6 separate regions of the Mus musculus genome follow, and regions 2, 3, 4, 5 and 6 are each linked to region 1. The links are chromatin contacts, called in public HiChIP or PLAC-seq and promoter capture Hi-C maps. All regions are on one chromosome and are shown on one strand. The core of a region is the stretch at or near the end of the contact, and the rest is flanking DNA. Distances in the headings are between cores, read along the strand shown.

What was found. Promoter capture Hi-C pulls out the DNA fragments that hold promoters and counts their contacts. HiChIP or PLAC-seq counts read pairs in DNA pulled down with a chosen protein or histone mark. Capture Hi-C pulls out chosen DNA fragments and counts their contacts.
Region 2: a contact with region 1 is called in a promoter capture Hi-C map of liver, with 2.5 times the contacts expected there. The contact joins the promoter of Tysnd1 here to the promoter of Dnajb12 in region 1. A contact is called at or near these places in 3 of 39 promoter capture datasets (liver and pre-B cells) and 1 of 9 other capture datasets (liver).
Region 3: a promoter capture Hi-C map of pre-B cells shows a contact between it and region 1, with 4 times the contacts expected there. The contact joins the promoter of Ppa1 here to the promoter of Dnajb12 in region 1. A contact is called at or near these places in 1 of 39 promoter capture datasets (pre-B cells) and 1 of 484 Hi-C or Micro-C datasets (B cells).
Region 4: a contact with region 1 is called in a promoter capture Hi-C map of liver, with 2.6 times the contacts expected there. The contact joins the promoter of Eif4ebp2 here to the promoter of Dnajb12 in region 1. A contact is called at or near these places in 2 of 39 promoter capture datasets (liver and pre-B cells), 1 of 484 Hi-C or Micro-C datasets (B cells) and 1 of 9 other capture datasets (liver).
Region 5: a promoter capture Hi-C map of liver shows a contact between it and region 1, with 3 times the contacts expected there. The contact joins the enhancer-like site here to the promoter of Dnajb12 in region 1. A contact is called at or near these places in 3 of 39 promoter capture datasets (liver and pre-B cells), 2 of 115 datasets of contacts at active chromatin or transcription factors (large pre-B cells and pro-B cells) and 1 of 9 other capture datasets (adipose tissue).
Region 6: a contact with region 1 is called in an H3K4me3 HiChIP or PLAC-seq map of embryonic forebrain, with 6 times the contacts expected there. The contact joins the promoter of Sh3rf3 here to the promoter of Dnajb12 in region 1. A contact is called at or near these places in 4 of 39 promoter capture datasets (embryonic stem cells, hippocampal neurons and second pharyngeal arch cranial neural crest), 1 of 15 datasets of contacts at CTCF or cohesin (embryonic stem cells), 10 of 484 Hi-C or Micro-C datasets (B cells, cerebellum, embryonic stem cells and 3 more), 3 of 115 datasets of contacts at active chromatin or transcription factors (astrocytes, embryonic forebrain and embryonic stem cells) and 1 of 9 other capture datasets (embryonic stem cells).

Annotation. Positions count from the first base shown.
Region 1 is chr10:59,877,854-59,881,207 of GRCm38.p6, forward strand. It overlaps Dnajb12 (DnaJ heat shock protein family (Hsp40) member B12), which reads left to right and starts at 1,730. Exons shown (of 9, transcript NM_019965.3): 1 at 1,730-1,957. The coding sequence starts at 1,825.
Region 2 is chr10:61,693,868-61,697,221 of GRCm38.p6, forward strand. Tysnd1 (trypsin domain containing 1) reads left to right here and starts at 1,647. Exons shown (of 4, transcript NM_027912.1): 1 at 1,647-2,875. The coding sequence starts at 1,704.
Region 3 is chr10:61,646,780-61,650,133 of GRCm38.p6, forward strand. It overlaps Ppa1 (pyrophosphatase (inorganic) 1), which reads left to right and starts at 1,842. Exons shown (of 11, transcript NM_026438.4): 1 at 1,842-2,012. The coding sequence starts at 1,949.
Region 4 is chr10:61,451,044-61,454,397 of GRCm38.p6, forward strand. It overlaps Eif4ebp2 (eukaryotic translation initiation factor 4E binding protein 2), which reads right to left and starts at 1,626. Exons shown (of 3, transcript NM_010124.2): 1 at 1,359-1,626. The coding sequence starts at 1,503.
Region 5 is chr10:61,137,798-61,141,151 of GRCm38.p6, forward strand. The region is part of intron 2 of Sgpl1 (sphingosine phosphate lyase 1); the gene reads right to left. Among named protein-coding and RNA genes, the nearest start is that of Sgpl1, 8.2 kb to the right of the region's middle. Within about 2 kb of position 1,689, at least 2 of the 459 cell types and tissues checked have an H3K27ac peak or open chromatin away from gene starts, as enhancers often do. A contact at or near this core is called in liver, where this site is marked.
Region 6 is chr10:58,811,825-58,815,178 of GRCm38.p6, forward strand. It overlaps Sh3rf3 (SH3 domain containing ring finger 3), which reads left to right and starts at 1,535. Exons shown (of 10, transcript NM_172788.3): 1 at 1,535-2,302. The coding sequence starts at 1,751.

The sequences.
Region 1 (3,354 bases), core at 480-2,979:
GGCTCAGCAGTTAAGAGCACTAGCTGCTCTTCCAGAGTTCAATATCCAGCAACTACACGGTGGTTCACGACCATCTATGAAGGGATCTAATGCCCTCTTCTGACATGCAGGTGTACATGCAGAGAGGGCATTCGTACATTTAAAAAAATTCACATCCGTTGATAATTTTCAAAATTAGGATTCTGCTCAAGCTTCTTGTTCTGTTATTTTTGTCTTGGTGGAAAGGGGCATTGCTGGGGAATTAAAGCCAGGGTTTTACACCTTCTAAGCATGGTCTCCACCGTCAGCCCTCCCTCCGTCTTCCCTACACCGTATGGTTGCACAATCCCGATTGCCATTCCCATCGCCAATACATCCTCCCTATATCAAACATCTAATATTCAAACTTCTCAGAGGGAGTTCCGACCCAGCTAAGTCTCCATGGCAGTTCTCCCAACACTCACCCCTCCTCTTCCCCTGCCCACCTCCTTTCCAACCCTGCTCCATCCCTCCCTCTACCCCTGTGACTATTTCATTTCCTCTTCTCAGTGAGATTCAAACATCCTTTCCTGGGCTCTTTTTGTTACTTAGCTTCTTTGGGTCTGTGGATTGTAGAATGGTTATCCTGTACTCTATCTATGGCTATAATCTACTTATAAGTGAGATACCATGTTTGTTTTTCTGAGTGTGGATTATCTCACTCGGATGATCTTTTCTAGTTGTGTGTGTGTGTGTGTGTGTGTTTATATGTTTTATATGTTTATGTTATATATTTATGCTTTATATATATGTATATGTGTGTGTATCTGCAACTCGATGAATATATATTCACCGAGTCTCACTTGATTATAACAGCTGCTCTTTAACTTTTGTTTGTGTCTGTTTCTCGAGACAGAGTTTCTCTTTGTACCTTTGGCTGTCCTGGAACTCACTTTGTAGACCAGGTTGGCCTTGAACTCAGAGTCCTTCTGCTTCCCAAGGGCTGGGATTGAAGGCTTACACCACCATCGCATTGCACCCTTTAACATTCATTTGGTTTATTGTAGTTTCTTGTGAAAGACCATAGTGCAAGGGCTAAGAAATAGCCAGGAGATTTAGCCTAGTGGAAGTCATTGGCAACCTTCACTAAGTTGCTGTCACTTAAGTGGGAGGTAGGCTGAGCTGCATCCTGACTGGTGTGACTCTGTAGTGACTCCTGTAAACTCCTCCTTAATCCCCGCAATAACTCACAACGAAAATCCTTATGCGGAGCCTTTCCATCTGTTATTTCCTCCAGTCGAACCACCCTTCCTCCAATCACATGTTCCTGTTTCTTTAGAGTTCAGAGCCTGTAAAATGAGTTTCTGATATATTAAGCTATCTTAAATGGTAGCCCTCCCTTCCATCCCTCTACTTTTCGATATTTGCCTTGACTGTGTCACTATCTGAATGTTTCCGTTTACTTGACTTCTCCCCACCCACGAAAGCTCTGTGAGGACACGGTTTTGTTTTGATACCACTGCCACATCAGACAGCAGCGTCTGACAATCGGTAAACATCTGTACGATTCACAGATAGTCGGACTGGAACGCAGAGGCTACCACCCGAACGTGCGCGCACACTCAACTTCAGCATTTGCGCTCTAGAGCGCCCGCGCGTTCTAGCGCCTCCGAACCGAACGCCCCTTTCTTAGGAGACATACGGTAGGGCTTCCGCCCGGGTTCAACCCTCACTCAAATCCCGGGAAGGAGGGGCGGAGGGTTATGTCATCCTTCCGCGCCGGCCTGCCCCGCGACGCGCCGGCGGCTGGCGCAGCCCTTCGCTCGCCCGGCCTCCCCCTCCCTGGTTCCGTGCTCGGGTTCCGCCATGGAATCCAACAAGGATGAAGCCGAGCGCTGTATCAGCATCGCCCTCAAGGCCATCCAAAGCAACCAGCCCGAGCGGGCGCTGCGCTTCCTGGAGAAGGCGCAGCGGCTCTACCCGACGCCACGAGTCAGCGGTGAGTGGGAGGCGCCGCAGGGACCGAAGGGGGCATTAGCACGGATCGGGGGACCACGGGAACGGACCGACGGGAGCAGTTGGCGGAGGGGGGAGGGGTGGCGAGGCGCGGCTACGCCTGCGCACTGGCGCGCGCGGGTGCTGCTGGGATTCGTAGTCCAGCGGTGCCGCGGTCTCTAGGATGCTGGCCCCCTGGAGACCCCCGAGGGCCCGGCTCCCAACCCCTTCCCAGTGCTTGTGGAGGCCTCTGGAATGTGAGGTTTCTGGGAAGGAGACGCGCTGGGAGACCCGGTGAAGAGGACTCTTGTGGACGCGAAAGCGAACTACTTCTCCCAGAGGGCTGTTCGGTGGCTCAGGGCCACTGGCCGGCCTGGGAAATATTATAGTTCAGGAAAATAAACATAACTATTCTAAGGGAGAATGGGTTCTAGAGAGGGAAGGAATTCATTCGCTCCAATCAGAGAACCCTTAGCGAAATAAGACATTCCAACTCGCAGTCCTTCCTGCAGTCTCTTGAAAGCGGTGTTTCGGAGTGGATGGATTGTTGAAGATCCCAGTGTCAGCCACCCTATCCCACCTTCTTCCTCAGCAAGCCCGGGTGGCGGGTCTTATGGACTGCTACGGCTGCTGAGCTCCAGGTAGCTAATAGCCTAGGTCTGAGACCTCCCAACCCAGGGAGGGAATAGTGATCTTGTCTTCGCTACCCAATCGTCTCACTTTACCTGGTAACCTCCCCCTCATTTTTGCGTTTGTAACCGAAGTGACCAAAGAAAATTTTAATACCAGCTGGGAAGGAGAAAGACACAGGATTTGTTTCTGTGGAGTTAGTAAACTCTCTGACATGTAGCAGACTTTCAGAATTAAGAGACCCACATCTCATCGTGAGCTTGGGTTTCCCCATCTGGAAGTTCAGGAAGTTGGAACAGATAATGTATATAAACAAGAATACCCATAGTGCTTTTCTGTGTAGAAAGTTCTTTCTCGTGTGTTTTGCCACCTGATCCTGTAAAGTCAGGAAGACAGAACACCACCCTTCTATCTTCTCAAGATGAGGAACTAACTCATCGATAAGCGTCTTAGGATGTGACACAGCTAGAAAGTGGAAAACCCTGAGATTCCATACGTGTTTATTAAAATGAAATGAAGACGCAGCAGCCAGCCTCTCACCTTCCCTGCCCAGGTTTGGAGTGCTGACCTTAGAGGCAGCTGCGTTCCTGAACTTTCCTCCCTCCTGACTCTGCAGGTTGATCTTTGGTCTCTTTGCCTCTGCTAGGAGAGAGTTTCGATCTGCTCTGGTAACTGCTTCCCTATGGGATAATTCCCTTTTTATAAGTGGATAGCACCAGGCGGGGTGCAGACTGTCAGAATTCTGATTACTGCTGGTAGCCCAGGAGCAGT
Region 2 (3,354 bases), core at 397-2,896, 1.8 Mb after region 1:
AGGGGGAATTAATGGATTCTAGAGAGTCTTAATTGCTAGGAAGTTGGGGAAAGTAGATCTTGTCATCTGTGTCTGCAAACCCAGGACTGCCTGCTCTGAGAATGCGCTTCATTCCAGTTCTGTCTGCCTCAACCGCTGTTTGCCCTTATTAGGTAGGTTTGTGACACAGGAGCACTGGAAGCATTAGGTGTGAGGCTGGGAAAGCAGCAGCAGTGTTAACTCCATTCCCAGAAGTCTCACTGAACATTAATACATCCTCTAATCCCAGCACTCTAGAGGCAGAGGCAGGCCGATTTCTGAGCCAGCCTGGTCTAGAGTGATTTCCAGGACTGCCAGGGCTACACAGAGAAACCCTGTCTCGAAAAACCAAGCCAAACCAAACCAAAAACCATTAATATACTTTAGAGAGATTCATGAAGTCTCTCCAAACATACCTGTTCATGCCCACCTGTCCTTGGAAAGTGAGGAACTTTTTAATACTATATTTTATGTGTACGTGTTTGCCTGCCTGAGTCATGAGTTCAGGGGACAGCAGATGCCAGACGAGAGTATTGAATATCCTGGAATTATAATTACAAGCAACTGTAAGGTACCATGTGGGTGCTGGGAACCAAACTAAGGTCCATGCTTAGAGCTGTAAGTGCTTAGAGCTCTTAAGTGCTGAGCCCTCCTCTCCAGTCTTGATTTTTACACTTGTAAATGGTGGAGGAGATGAGCTGTTATGAAATTCGAATTACGAGACTGGGTTATATGCTGAATATTTGGAAGTGATGATTTTATAGCCCACAAAACCTGAACTAGTTCAGTCTGTACTTTCAAAGTATTTGCCCTGACCTAACATAAATCCGGAGTGGTGGTTAGACATGTCGTGTGAAAGGTTGTATAATACATGGTTAAATAACCCATGGGTAAAGTAAAACTGTAATCCCTGGACTCTAGGGAGGATGTAGGCAGAAGAACTGCCGAAGTTCGATGCCAGTGTGGGCCAAAAAGTGGCACCCTGTGCCACTTTCAAAACAATTTATGTATTTAGGAATTTTAGTAACTGTCCTAGGAGCAATTTTGTGAGTCGCATGCCCCCTAGTGGATTGTTGTAGGATTTACAAAATTTTTTAAGTAGATCGGGGTTTGGTGGCTTGGGAGGTAGAAACTGGTAGATCCCGAGTTCGAGGCCATCCTAGTCTGCAGCTCGAGTTCCTGCACCAAGCAGAGAAACCCTATCTCGAAAATCCAGAATAAACACATGTATGTATGAATGTACGTACTGAATCAACCAAGGGTTCCCTTGGCCCATATTGTTCCACTGTCAAGAGACGGAGGTTGCTTACATCCGTGCAGTGGCTGTAGGGTACAGTTAGATGCCGGTCAAGTACGAGATTCGACTGGGGAGTGTCGCCCTTGTCGGTTTCCCTGTGACGCTTCACGTCTGTGTCTCAGGAGGTTTCTTTTCACCTCTTCCCCCGCCCCTCCACCCCGCCACCCCAAACCCAAGGATTCCTAGGCTGGCTAAATTAAGAGGGCGGGGAAAGGAGGATTAGCAAACGAGGAGTAGCATCAATAGCCAATCAGGACTCGGCGCTGTGCCCAACCAATAAGAGCGGTCGCTTGAGGTTTAGCCAATCGGGCTCGGCAAGGAGGCCTGAGTCAGAGTTTGCGCCAGTCGCCCTGTGGTGACAGCCGTTGTGCGACGTCTTGGGGAAGCCATGGGGCGGCAATGGGGACCCTCTATGAGAGTGGCGGAGCAGGCGGGCTGCGTGGTGAGCGCCTCGCGGGCCGGACAGCCTGACGCGGGCTCGTGGAGCTGCAGCGGGGTGATTCTGAGCCGTAACCCAGGCCTAGTGCTGTGCCACGGAGGCATCTTTACCCCCTTCCTGCGGACGGGCAGCGCGGCGCTGACCCAGACGGGCACCGCCTTCCTGCCGGGCGACAGTTGCAGCGATGACCTACGTCTCCACGTGCAGTGGGGACCCACGGCTGCCAGCCCTGCCGGTCGCGCGGATCAGGAACTCCCGGGGCTGTGCACGCCTCAGTGCGCAAGCCTGGGCCTCGAACCCGGCGCCCCGAGCCGGGCCCGCGCGCGGCCTCTGCAGCCCCCGCGACCAGCGCAGCTGCTGTTGCTGCTCAGCTGCCCGGCCTTCCGCTCGCATTTCGCTCGGCTCTTCGGGGCCGATGCGGTCGATCAATGGCACTTCGTAAGCTCGGCGCCCGACGATGCGGTTTCGGAGGAGGAAGAGGAGGACCAGCTGCGCGCGCTCGGCTGGTTCGCCCTGCTGCGGGTGCAGCGGGGCGCGGCGGCGGAGGAGAGGCGCGGACCGGTGGTGACCGTGGCACCGCTCGGGGCCGTGGTCAAGGGCGCACCGCTGTTGGCTTGTGGCTCTCCGTTCGGTGCCTTCTGCCCGGACATCTTCCTCAACACGCTGAGCCGCGGCGTGCTCAGCAACGCGGCCGGGCCGCTGCTGCTCACCGACGCGCGCTGCCTGCCGGGCACGGAAGGCGGCGGAGTGTTCGCCGCTCGACCTGCGGGTGCGCTGGTGGCTCTGGTGGCCGCGCCGCTCTGCTGGAAGGCCCGCGAGTGGGTGGGCCTCACGCTGCTGTGCGCCGCCGCCCCGCTGCTTCAGGTTGCCCGCTGGGCGCTCGCCCGTCTGCACCCCGGCTCCGCTTCCCTGTCTGTGCTGCTGCCGCCACCCGATGTGAGCACGCCACGGGGCCTGCCTCTGCGCGATCTCGGACCCCCGTGGGCGGCCGCGGCGGTGCTGGTGGAGTGTGGTACCGTGTGGGGCTCCGGAGTGGTCGTGGCGCCTCGCCTGGTGGTCACCTGTCGCCATGTGGCACCCCGGGAAGCAGCCAGGGTGTTGGTACACTCCGCTACACCCAAGTAAGACTCAGGACTGCCCGCCCTCACCAGGCCCCCAGTGTTAGAGACCTCAGTTCATATTTGACAACCAGGACTCCAGTGAGGGGATCTGGGCCTCTTGATAGGGCCCAGCGAAGCTTGAGCAAACTGCCAGGCACAAGCGACTCTTAGCGCGGGGACCCGTGGGACTATGGGCAGCAGCAGGTAGGACTGGGTGACTTTGAGCCCTTTAGCTAGCATGAAACTCTTTGGGCAGCTTTTCTGTCTCTTGGCTTTGCAGTTTAGGCCCTGTGAAAGCCCTTTGACCATAGAAGGCTGACCCTAAGAACTTCAACCCTGTAAGTGATAAACGAAAGCCCTGAGGTAATGATTGATGTGGCATACCTAGTGAGGGCTCCCTTAGAGCCTCACCAGGACTGCCTTGCCACCTGAAGATGAAGCAAGGTTGTCCTAATGAGAGCATAGGGCTTGGACCCATGCGGATGGATGTGAGTGACCCC
Region 3 (3,354 bases), core at 592-3,091, 1.8 Mb after region 1:
ATGTTCAATGGATCAGAGATAGAGTGTGAGTCCAGAGGTCAGAGAGACGTTATCACCTCTCCCGGCTCTGAGGGAAAGTGCGTGTGGCTACTTTTTATTACCAGTGTGGCGCTTCTGTCCACTCAGTCAAAGATGAGAATCAGGGTTTTCCCAAGAAAACTGTTTCTGTCTATTCAAAGACCAAAAAGATGACAAAGGGACTCAGTCAGAGCTGCAACCTCTCACATATTCCCAGATCTACTTATTATTATTCACTGTACAGAGATTCCTGCTGCTTTCATGTCTACACTGTACTGCCAACCAGGCTATTACTCTATCTTTCTTTCTGTCTTTTTTTTTTTTTATTGCCTTCATGTTCTGAAACACTGTGGTGTTGTGTTCAAAAGTTAGTGAGTTGCCTTCTGAAAAATTAATGGGTGTCAGCAGAGTGAGCAGCTGGAAGGAGGGACAAGGAGGAACACGGACTAATGTTAGATTTATCGTTACCATTTATTTATTTATTTATTTATTTATTTATTTATTTATTTATTTATTTATTTTTGAGGCGGGAGTCTCATGTAGTCCAGACTGGCCAAGGATGACCTTGAATTCATGATCTTCCTACTTTTGCTTCTCAAGTGCTGCAGCTACAGGTATACACCACCGTGCCAATTTAGAAATTAACTTTCTTAGGCTTCCACTTAATACGTGGTTTATGCATTCCATTTATATATTAGAGATTGTTTTGAAAATAGTTGAAAGGAAACTGTCTTTGAGATAAATAGTTAAGAAATATTTTAGAAAGATATTCTGTCTATCATAATTTAAAATTTGCTTTTTAAAAAAATGTGGATAATTTCCTGGGTTAGATTTGTCTTATTTTTAAGATAGTCTCATACTGTAGCATGGGGTGGCTCAGAACTCACTACGTAGCTCAGGTTGGTCTCAGAAAGTCAGCGTCCTGAGGTCTGGGGCTACAGGTGTGAGACGCTATATGTGGCTTATAATTAGAGTTGTGATACACAAAGACAGACAGACACACACACACAACCTTATAGGACTGTGAAAGTTCCCAACGTCCACAGCACACTCTGAGGGATACAGCCTGGACTTCAATGGGTGGTGCAATAGAACTAGGAAAACAAGCTCCGAGAAGCTACTCCTGAGAAACGTCCTCAAGGGGTTCTGTGCACACTCCTGGGTCTTCCCAGAGCTTCAATTTCAAGTCCCAGTGGATCTGGAGTGGGGAGAGAAATCTGCGGTATCTGGGGAGTTCAGGAGTAATCAGCTTGAGTCTGGTCCAAGCAGAACCCACCCAACAATTCAGATGAGAAACTGAATCAGGGAGATTAGTAAAAGCAAATTTGTCCATTGCCTACCACTTGGGAAAACATTAGTCACAGCCTATAGTTTTCAGAGCCCAGTCAGCCAAACTCTCAACTTTAATGAAGATGGCCCTGGGCCGGGGGTGGGGGGCTGGTAGCACACTCCCAGCTTCTGGGAGGCAGATGAAGATCTATGAGAAACCCAAACAAGAAAAGACAAGACTGCCTGGGGAACAGGTGGCTTATCAAGGCCTTCCGAGATAAGGAACTGCTCTGCAGGACCTGAGAGAGAGAAATCAAAGGTGAGCGACCCGCAAGCCTCAGGAGAGTAACCAGCGTTCTGTCCCAGCGGAGCCGCCAACCCGCAGTCCGCTTCCAGAGGGCAGCCGGCGCCTGCCACGTGGCCCAGGTTGCGAACCGGGGGCGGGGCGTGAGGAGGCGCGTCGCGCAGAGTGCGCCTGCGCGGGTGGGCGGGGCGGGGCAGGGTACAAGGCGAGCCCCACGCATTAAAGGCACGGCGCCGGCGACCGGCGGGCCAGCTCGTGGTACGCAGGCGCGGGCTTTCTCCTCCGTACAGCGGCTCCGGGTCTGGGCTGTGTGGTTGTGTGGCTGTGCAGCGGCGGCGGCGGTGCATCTCCGACACCATGAGCGGCTTCAGCAGCGAGGAGCGCGCCGCGCCCTTCACCCTCGAGTACCGCGTCTTCCTCAGTGAGTGGCGTGAGGCCGAGGGCCGGGTCGCCCATTCATTCCAGAACGAGCGGGCGGGCGGGCGGACGCGTCCCCTTCCCTCTGGCGGGCGGCGGGACCAGCGAGGGCCGCCATCCCAGTGCCCACCGCGAGCGCTCCCTCCACACATTCGAACTTGGGCCACATGGGGAAAGGAAACCACTGAGTCACCCTTAGAAGGTGCCCGGAGGTGATACCGACCGCCTAAGAGGATTGTCCTCAGGATCGCCGGCTGGAGGACAGAGATTTCCTCAAGACCTTAATTCGGTGCCGAACAGGATCGAGTCCTCCCCGGTGTTGTAAGAGATGGGAAACTGAGGCCCAGGTCTTCCCGGCACTAGCCTTATTGTGGTGAGGCTTCTCTGAAGCCCTGATGGCCGGGAGTGCTTCTAGGAAACCGAAAGCTTTGCCTCCCTAGACAGACAGGTGACGTCTAGCTAAGGACCTGGTGGGAGAACAGCCAGGTTCTTAACCCTGGTGCCGGAACCCACTAGTTACCCCCGCATCCAACCCCTGCCCTGCACTCAGAAAGGCGGAGTCGATCGGCCTTCCACGTGTGTCACCTTTTCCTGATAGGTGCTTGCAAGCTACCTGGGTTTCTCCTGGAAGCCCTTAGCTTGTAGGTATATACATACATTCATGGTGCTAACAGAGGTTTGCGATGCTGTTAGCAAAGGCCCTTCCAGTTTGTAACCTCTTTGTGTTTATTTAGAAGGGATGGGCAGCAATCTCAGGACAGGGCAAACAGACATTCCTGAAAGAATGAACAGAGAGTGCCTAGCAGAAACTTCGCCATGGAAATAGTGTTGGCTTCAGGTTTTTCAGTGTCCTTTAAAGTGACCCTTTGGGTCACTGGGAATTGTCTTCAAGCTATATGTGCAGAATAAACACACTGCTTTTAATGTATTTAATGTATTGGTGGTAAGTATTTGATGGTTGTGGGTAGAGAGCAAAGCCACTCCTTGACTTTGGATTAGGCTGAAGTCTATCAAATGGGCTCTCTGGAACTTAAGAAACACTAAATTTAGTACCACTATGTAATTTAACTAGTTCTCGCTCTTTGCACTTTTTAAAAAGGATAAATTTCTGAGTATTTTTTCCACTTTTTTTTTTTTTTTTTTTTTTTGAGGGTGGTGGTGGGTGAGGCCATAGTGTTTTCCCGTTTAGCTCAGCTTGGTTTTAAACTTGAGATCTCCTGCTTCAACCTCCCAAGTACTAGGATATAGATAGGTTCAGGCATCACACCTGACAGCATCCATTCTTAATAGAAATAATTATTTAAAATAATGTTACATTTTCCAATCTCTTTAAGACAGATAAAAAA
Region 4 (3,354 bases), core at 376-2,875, 1.6 Mb after region 1:
TGGACCGGCCTGGCTGGATCCTCTGCCAACTTTTCTCCTAGATGTTTGCTTTGATTTTTTTTTTTTTTTTTTTTTTTTGCCCCCTTCCTTGTTTGGTTGGTTTTTTTGTTTGTTTTTTTGAGACAGGGTGTGACACTGTAGCACAGGCTGTCTTGGAACTCTTTTTTTTTTTTTTTTTTTTTTTTTGAGACAGGGTTTCTCAGTATAGCCCTGGCTGTCCTGAAACTCCTCTGTAGACCAGGCTGAACTCCAAATCCGCCTGCCTCTGCCTCCCAAGTGCTGGGATTAAAGGTGTGTGCCACCACTGCCTGGCCTTGGAACTCATTATATTGCCAGGGCTAGCCTTAAACTGCCATTCTCCTACCCCGTCTTTCTGGAGTAGTAGGGTCACAGCCCTAACTACCACACACAGCCTTCTGGACTGCTGTCTCTTGGTGTTGGCAAGGTCCCCTTACTCTGTGCCTTCCAATTGCACAAGATTCCAGGATGGCCAGGCCCACTTTTAAGTGATTGGTTAGGAGTCCTGTCTCATGATCAGCGATCTATAGACTGTAAGGGCTGCTAACCAAATCTTCACCCTCTAGCTGAAGCCCAGCCCCCGGGGTCACCAAAAGAAGGCAAAGTTCTGAGATTAGGGACAGAAAGCCAGTTCCCTTCATGAAGGCACCGGAAGAACCCCTTCCAGGCTCCTCCCTCTTAGAGAACAGCCCAGAAAAGAGACAAACAACCTTTGCGCTTCCTCCTCTCGTGACCAATTCAACATACTTTATTTACCTCTTCTCCAGTGATAGTAAACGGATCCCGGCCATCTTTTGAAAAGCAACTTCAGGAACCTCCCTTTGCATCGCTTTTTTCTACAAGCCCTTTCCCTAGGATCAAGCAACCTAACCCGACTAGTGTGTGCTGTTTGACAAAGCACCTTTAAAACCGCTCTTCGAAAGCCCTGATCTGAAACCTGACAGCGCCTCTACCAAAGCCAACAACTTCTTGGATACCAAAGGAGCTATTTTACACGTCCCACTTGTGGGAGCTGGGGCTCCCCCAACCTTTGATGACTCCTCTAACAAAGTAAACAATGCTGTCAAAGGAGGCTAACACTGGGCGAGGCATGCAGAGTGCATGCCAGCCTCGTCTCGGAACTCTCGGCGCAGCCAGACCAGTCATCTTAGGCTTCCGCGCCAGGTCCGTCTCCCCGACTTCCCTCTCCCCAAAGCCCGTAGGACAGCTCCAGAGGCAAGCCCCGCTGCGCAGAATGCACGGTCTGCAGCACACCGTACGGGCAGCGGGGAGGAAGCTGTTGGTCGAGCATGCAGTGCCACGCGCCAGCCGTGATGGCGGGCAGGCCGGGCGCGGCTCACCTCCCGGCGTTGTGGAGAACAGCGTCCCCCCGGGCGTGGTGCAGTAGTCCTGAGGTAGCTGCGCGGCGTCGCTGATAGCCACGGTGCGCGTGGGGATGGCGCGGCTCTGGCTGGGCTGGTGGCTACCACCGGCCGACGCGGACATGGCTCCGACGCGGGCTCGAGGCTTTGTGCAGCAGCGGCGGCGGCGGCGGCGGCGGCGGCGGCGGGGCCGGGCGGCTCTGGCTCCTCACGCTCGGCTCTCAACTCGCCTGCTCTCGCCCGGTCGTCCCGCTGCGATACCGCTCCCGCTGCCGCCGCCGCCGCCGCCGCCCGGTCCTCCGGCCTCCGCCTGCAGCCTCAGCAGCAGCAGGAGCAGCAGCGGCAGCAGCGGCAACGATGACTACCGGAAGCGGTCGAAGGCGGGAGCAAGGGGTAGTAGAGGGAGGGACAATATGGAAGCCGGACGTGACGTTGGAGGGCGTGTCTGAGGCGAGTGGGCGGGTAGCTGGGGGCGTGACTGAGGCAGCCGAAGGCTAGAGGCAGAGGGTGAACCCGGAAATCCGGGAAAAAGGAAGTGTTGAAGGGTGGAGCCTTAGGGTGGGCGGGACTTTGAGGGGCGGGGCTGAGTTCAGAGGAACATAATAGACTCCCAGTGAAGCTGAGTGTAGGTGATTAAGGCACGCGGGAGGGGGGGGAAGCGGGGTGTGTGTGTGTGTGTGTGTGTGTGTGTGTGTGTGTGTGTGTGTGTGTGTGTGTGTGTGTGTGTGTGTGTGTGTGTGTGTGTGTGTGTGTGTGTGTGTGTGTGTGTGTGTGTGTGTGTGTGTGTGTGTGTGTGTGTGTGTGTGTAATTGTTTGTGGTGTGTAAGTGTGGACTAACAGTACTTTCTTAGGGCTTACTTCATATTCCCATCTATATCTAACCATTAAAAGTATAACTCGGGCTGGAGGGATGGCTCAGTGGTTAAGAGCACTGTCTTCTAGAGATCCTGAGTTCAAATCAGCAACCACATGGTGGCTCACAACTATCTGTAATGGGATCCGATGCCCTCTTCTGATGTGTCTGAAGACAGCTACAGCGTACTCATATACATAAAATAAATAAATAAATCTTTTTAAAAAATTATAACTCTGGGAGCCCACAAGATGGCTCAGCAGGTAAAGAAAGGCATTTGTCACCAAGCCTGCAGACCTGAGTTCCACCACCCAGAAGCCACAAGGTGAAAGGGGAGACCGACTCTCCCAAGTTATCCTCTGACTTCTCCACTAGTCCATGAGCACCCATCTGCCTGCCCATAAATAAATAAATGTAATCAAAGTTTTTGTTTGTTTGTTTGTTTGTTTGTTTCGTTGGTTGGTTTTTCGAGACAGGGTTTCTCTGTATATCCTGGCTGTCCTGGAGCTCACTTTGTAGACCAGGCTAGCCTCGAACTCAGAAATCCACCTGCTTCTGCCTCCTGAGTGCTGGGATTAAAGTCGTGCACCACCACACCCAGCTAATCAAAGTTATTTTAAGAAGTATAATTTTAATTGCTCATTATTAAAGGAAAGCAATGCGTACACGATGAACTAAGGGTTTAACCATCAATGACTCTGAGGAAGGGCTCAGTAGTTAAGAGCGCTTGTTGCTGTTGCAGAGCACCGAGAGGACCAGAGTTTAGTACCTAGCACACTTGTAGTGGCTCAGAAGCACCCATAACTCCAGTTCAGGGAATCTGACCTACCTTATCTTCTGATCTCTGCAACACCAGGCAGAGATGTAACATGATGTAACATGATGCATTTACATATATGTAGACAAAGCACTACAAGAAATAGCAGGATAAGCCGGGCATGGTGGCGCACGCCTTTAGTCCCAGCACTCGGGAGGCTGAGGCAGGTGGATTTCTGAGTTCGAGGCCAGCCTGGTCTACAGAGTGAGTTCCAGGACAGCCAGGGCTACACAGAGAAACCCTGTCTCAAAAAAAAAAAAAAAAATAGCAGGATGGTTAGGAGTGTAAGGTTCACCTAAGCTTCA
Region 5 (3,354 bases), core at 439-2,938, 1.3 Mb after region 1:
CCTGTAGATAATTGATAGACAGGCAAACAAATTTTCATACACAAACAACAAAGTTCATCAAGGTTCAATAAAAGTTCTAACTTTTATCCCCACTTGCAGAAACTAGTCTCACCTCCACTTGCACATTTTCTTTTCTTAGTTTTTTTGTTTTCCTTTGTTTTGAGACAGACTTACGATTATGTGTTTCTTGACTGACCTGTTACTTAATATGAAGTCCAGGCTGGGCTCAAACTCACAGAAATCCTGTTCCATCAACCTCCCAATTGCTGGGATTACAGGTGCGTGCTACTACACTGGGCTGGCTCATTTTCAATATCTCTGCTATAGAAATGTATATAATTTTTGGATTTCTCTTTTAAATTAATTATAAGTGACAAGTTTCCCTATTATGGCCAAACGTTTTTAGTATGTTCATTTTAGTATTTGGATGTGAATCATGCTTTCACCTTTTTTTACTAAAGCACACAGCTAAGAAAAAAAATACATTAAAATAAAATACAAACTGGAAAATCTCCTCCCCTACTCCCATTCTGGATAAATAGACTCAAAGAACAGGTAAATTTCTGGCAAGGGTACTTTTCTGATTTAAAAATCCATTTAGTGAGCCGGGTGTGACAGCACACACTTTTAATCCAGCACTCAGGAGGCAGAAGCAGGTAGATCTCTGTGAGTTTTGAGGCCAGCCTGGTCTACATAGCAAGTTACAGGCCAGCTGGAGTTATATACCAAAATCATCCCCCTTTAAATAAAAACAAAATAAATTATTATTTGTGTGTTTGTTTATTTATCAGGTGAGTCACCATAAAAATTTTTTAAAAGAAAAATAAAAGGCCAGGCATGCAGAGGCAGGCAGATTTCTGAGTTCCAGGACAGCCTGGTCTACAGAGTGAGTTCCAGGACAGCCAGGGTTATACAGAGAAACCCTGTAACCAAGAAACCAAGAAACCAAAAAAAAAAAAAAAAAAAAGCTACTGCCTTTGCACAGGGTTTCTGTGAACATTAAATACTATTAAAAGGAAAAAGATAAAATTAAAGGCCAGCAAGATGGCTCAGCAGGTAGAGAAAGGCATTTATTTGCCAAGACAACTTGGTGATCTGGGTTCAATCCCTAGAATCCACATAAAGCTATAAGGAGAAACCAGACTCCACAACATTGTTTTCACACACATACACACACACACTTTAGTCACTGTAGAAGCTGGGCATGGTGCTTTACACCTATAATACCAGCTCTTGGGAAGCTAAAACAGGAATGTTTTTGAGTTCCAGACCAGTTGGGGCTGCAGAGGGAGTTCCAGCCACAACTACTGAGTTAAGATCCTGTGTCAAAAACAAAAATAAAATAAAATAAATTCATAATGAATCACTACTGATAATCAACACTTACTTAATGTTTGACAAATGAATTATCTGCTGTTAATTTTTTCTTCTTCAAAAACAGCAACATAAAACAGCCTTTGCAGAGATCATGAAAAAGGTTAGGAGCTGGGAAAGACCTTAAGTAGCTTAATTTCTATGCTTAACATTATATTTTTCTTACAGAGGGTGAAAATAGAATATACTTTAATAAACATATGTCCTGGTTTGGTAAGAAATACATTGCAACAATTTTTAACCTTCAGTATCAAATAAATCAATCAGAAAGCTGCAAGTGCCCTTTGACCTACCAGCAAATAGAACTAAATCAGCTAGCTACTGTGCTTGCAGATCATAAACCTGTATGTTTCTGACAGCCAAACAGATTCTGGGAAAGTGTGTAAAAACACTTTTAAAAAGGACTGAGCAAAATAATCACAGGTTTTCTTCTACTCTTAACAAAAAAACAACAACAAAATACTAAATAAAGACCAGCTCTTCCATGGCATCTTTGCCCTAGATTCCTCCATTAGAATTTGAAAACAATTTTTTGCTTCTAATGCTTTTAAACCTAGGAGCCATTAAGACTGAAACTCAATGATCAATTGATCTGTTCTACTTTTAGACCTACCTGTCAAATAAAACAATGACTTTACATGCTTTAAAAAAGAATGTCCAGTGAATAGTCACTCTGGTTGCAAATACAAGGAATTCAAAGAAACCTTAGATTCACAGCGATACTCTACCTCAGAAGTAAAGAGAAAGAAATTAAAGGTTGAGGATGTAGCTCAGCTGATAGAATGGCTACCTATTCCTGAGGCTTTGGGTTCAATTCTCAGCACCACATAAATTGGGTGTGGTTGAGGCATGCCTGTAATCTCAGTCCTCTGGAGGTGGGAACAGGAAGAATGGAAGTTAAGGTCATCCTCAGCTACAAACAGAGGTGACAAAACCTCAGAAAACAAAAATGAATTAAGCAGCAGGCAGTGATATCCATGTGCAACCCCAGCACTCAGGGTGTGAGTTTAAGGTCATCTAGTGCTGCAGTGTAAGGAAGGCTCTGTCTCAAAACTACAAAAAAAGTTAGGGGAGAGTGATACATGCCTGTAACTCCAGCACTTGTGAAAAAGAAAGAAAAGAAAGGACAATATGGAGTTCAAAGCCAGTCCTAAGTATGAATGAAGCTTGAGGCTAGCCTTAACTACATGAAAAAGAAAAAGAAGCATAGACATTAAAAACAAAAGAGAAACAAAGGAAACACTATGTAAGTGTAAATTTGTTTAAATTTAATATACAAATTTGGTACTATATATTTTGACAAAGTTTGATGCTTACAAAGAGACAAGTTCAAGATTGTAACAATGCATGCCTTTAATCCCAGCACTTGGGAGACAGAGGCAGGCAGATTGAGGCCAGCCTGGTCTACAAAGTGAGTTCCAGGACAGCCAGGGCTATACAGAGAGACCCTGTCTCAAAAACAAACAAACAAACAAAAAAAAGTAACAATGTCATTCATTCCACCCAAACACAAGAGACATAAATGTTTATCAACTATAAACTGAATAAACTGCATTAGTTATACACTGTAATAATATACAGTAACAAGAAAACATTAAGATACAAAACACTGAACAAATAGGCTACTCACAAAATAATATATGTTTCCACTTAAAATTCTGAAAATCAACAATAGTAAATCTAAAGTGAGAGGAATAACTACCTTTAATGAACCTGGACTAGGAGTGGAGGGACATGAGACCTGCTGGAGTACTAGGAATTCTTTTTGTTTTGATCTAGGAGGTAAGGATTGTTACATATGTATTTATACATATAGAATTTACTGTACAATTGCTAAGAGCAATTTGTACAGCCTTTGGGACTGGGAGGATAGCTGAACTATCCTGAATTTGGGATGATAGGTGGGATGCCTACTCTTGGTTGTCAACCTGACTGCATCTGGAATTAACTAAAAATCCAAGCACCTGGGCATACCTGTAC
Region 6 (3,354 bases), core at 285-2,784, 1.1 Mb before region 1:
TCACTCTTTCGATCATTCAATGGATATTTACTAAACACGCCGTGTGGAAGATACTACTACACTGTAAGGGACACGTGGCTTATAGGCAACCGCTCTGCTACCATGTGGTCTTTTTGCATTTGGGTTCTGTGGTCACAAAAACCACATTTAATAAAATGGCTTCATAATAATGAGAATCAATTTCCTTACCCGTGTAATGAAGTTAAAGCAATTATTTCACAGGGTTGTTTAAGAGCATTAAAACAATGCAGATATTATGTTGGCATTTAAGTATCAGCAAAATTTTTTTCTCCCTAAAAACGAAGAAAAGTGACATTCAGCTTCACAAACAACAGGGCAGCCCAACCGGCAGGAGGGGCATCCACACCACTTTGGATGCTTGCCCTGGCATCTCCCAGCTGTGCATCATCCAGCTTTCTGGACCTTTGCCTGTGCGGGGCTCGAGAGCGTTGGGAACACGAGGGGCCCACCAGGGGGCAGCACACGGTAAGAAATCTTGTACACCGACCGCAGCCCACCGCCAAACTTCCCTGCTGCTCCAGGTCCTCGTACGTACTTCCGTCGCTCTGACGCTCCCAGAACCCCGGGCATCGGGAAGGAGCGCACATTCCCCCTCTTTTGAGCCTCCCGAGGAATATTTGGAGCTGGGTTCATCAGAGCTCACCAGAGCGGGCGCTGGAGTCTTTCACCGCGCCGCCAGGGGCGCGGCGCTCGGCCAGGGTGTGCTGGCGCGTGGGCGGCGGCGTCAGTCACACATCAGTGATTCTGGAGAGGGCAGCCGGCTTCCCGAAGGAGTAGTCGCGGCCCCGGCAGCCCCCGACCCGGCCATCTCCAGCGACTTCCCTTCTCGCCTCAAGGGACACCCCCGCACCTATACCCACAGCTGTCACTTGGGCATGCTGGCAGGAGAGGGGACACAAGCAAGAGTGCTCCCTGGAGTCGTCCAGAAGGATGCCTGGGTGTCTGATGCGTCCTCCGGCTGCTCTCCAGCGCTGGCTAAGAAAGCAGTCGGGATGATGCTCCCAAACTTTCCTTCGCGGAGGCGTTGAGAAGAAACGTCCCTTCCTGAAGCTCGCGGAGAATCCAGAGTCTGGCGTCCAGAGGGGACAGGGCCAAGCCTGCGCAGGGGAAGTTCTCCGGAGCCCCGGAGGTGGCCTAAAGGGAGAAGCTCCAAGGCAGGAGAGGTGTCCGTTTCCCAACACCCCCGCAGTGACTGTGACCTCTGCGCGTCCCCCGCACATGGTCCCGCGACCCAGGGACGAGATCCGGCTGAGCTAGTTGAGCAAGGCGGCGGTGCTCTGGCAGCCCGAGGGCGCATGGAGGCGCCGAGGGGGGCGGTGCGGCTCGCCTGCGGCGCGGGGGAGCGTGCACGCCGCGCCCCGGTCTCCCTGGGGACCTGGCCGGCCTCTCCCTGCACTCCCCGCTGCTGGGCTCCCGGGCGCGGGCGGCGCGGCAGCACAGGTGTTGCCCGCAGCGGCGGTGCGCGCGCGTAGGCTGATTGGGCTCGGCTGGCTGGAGTTGCCTCGGGGCTCCGGAACTCCGGTGCCTGCCTCGCGGGCAGGCTCGGCGTGTCACTTTGCAAATCGTGGAGGCTAGTGCCTCGGGCTGTCAGCACGCGCCGCGCGGGGACCGAACCCTGTTTATTGACGGCGACTGCCCGGGCTAGGCGCAAATGCCCGCTCTCCTCGGCGGGCCGGGCTCTGGCTGCTAGACTTAGGCGGCTCGCTGGGCCCGCGCTGGCGCCTCCCCCATGCTGCTTGGGGCGTCCTGGCTGTGCGCGTCCAAGGCGGCGGCCACCGCAGCTCGGGGCGAGGGCGAGGACAGGCAGGGTGAGCAGCAGAGGGGGGCCCAGGCGAGGACTGAAGAGGATATGGACGAATCATCGCTGCTGGATTTGCTGGAATGCTCTGTGTGCCTGGAGCGCCTGGACACTACGGCCAAGGTGTTGCCATGCCAGCACACCTTCTGCCGACGCTGTCTGGAGAGCATCGTGTGCTCGCGCCACGAACTACGTTGTCCCGAGTGCCGCATCCTGGTGGGCTGCGGTGTGGACGAGCTGCCCGCCAACATACTGCTAGTGCGCCTGCTGGATGGCATCCGCCAGAGGCCCCGCACGGGTGCCAGCCCGGGGAGCAGCCCTCCCGCGCGCCCGGGCCCCGGTACGTTCTCAGCGCTCGCTGGTGGCGCTGGAGGGGCGACAGGCAGTCCCCCGTGTTCTCCGGTCTTTCTCTCAGCGGCCGCAGGCAGCTCTACCTCCAGTTTGTGCGACGTGGCGACTAATAGGAGTGTGCCAGTGGCTAAGGTAAGAATGTATCCCAGTGACATGGCGCCACTGTGTGGGAATGTGTAAGCTTGTCCGCACGTGTATGTGCAAGTAGTTTGTGATTAGAAGTAGAGGGACTAGCCGTGGATCCCCGTGGCCCACTCGTTTGTTTTATTCTTCTTTAACAACTTCTCTGTTTCCCAGGGACTCTGCCTAGCTGTCAGTTCCTACTTTACCAGTTCTTGACTACATCCCATCACATACATTCCTCTGCCCCACATCCTTACTTCAAACTTCTTGTGGGCACCTTAAGTCGCTTTCCAAGCTCAGTCCTTACATCTTCTCCCCCAAACCTGTTCATATGTGAGGCAGAACCCATCCTCTCATTAGGTGGACATGCCATCTGTCCTGCCGTTCTCTACCACTTCCATTTTGACTAGGCTGGCCGGTCCTGTATGTCTGTCTGTTGATCCATACATCCATCCACTCATCTATCTTTAACTTTGATCACCCCTCCAATTCTCCAGAAACAACCATCTTTTGCCACACCTCCTCAGTCCTGCTCTTCCCTCTCAGACCACCAATTGGGGACTTATTGCTTAATGGTTCACTGGTTCTGATCGCTGACCGGGAGTTAGCAGTCTCTTGCTGCTTAGCCGTGGAGGACAGGGGAGAGGGCAAAGTGGCAGACATTGCCCGGAGAGTAACTACAGCTGCCCCAGAAAGAAGGACTTCGCCTAAAATCTTCAGGAACACTTACTCTGTCTTACTCTTAGGCTTGGCACTCTCTAGTCAAGCTTTGCTTGTGGGCTCTTAAGCAGGGTTGCTTTCCCAGGTGGACAGTTGTTTTTAATTTTCGTTATTAGATTTAGCACGGCCGCATTATATAGACTTCACGACTTCTGTTTTTGCTGGAGGACGTTTTGTGGATGGCTGAATTTGAGTTTTCTATGGATCAGGAAGAGAGGGTCGGCAAAGACATGCAAGGAGTATGCATGCCTTCTTAGGATGGTCACTGAAGGATCAAAATTGAAATTTGGCTTTTAATTGTGATTAAATCTAGCCATTTGCTTCATTGGAAGTTCAGAAAC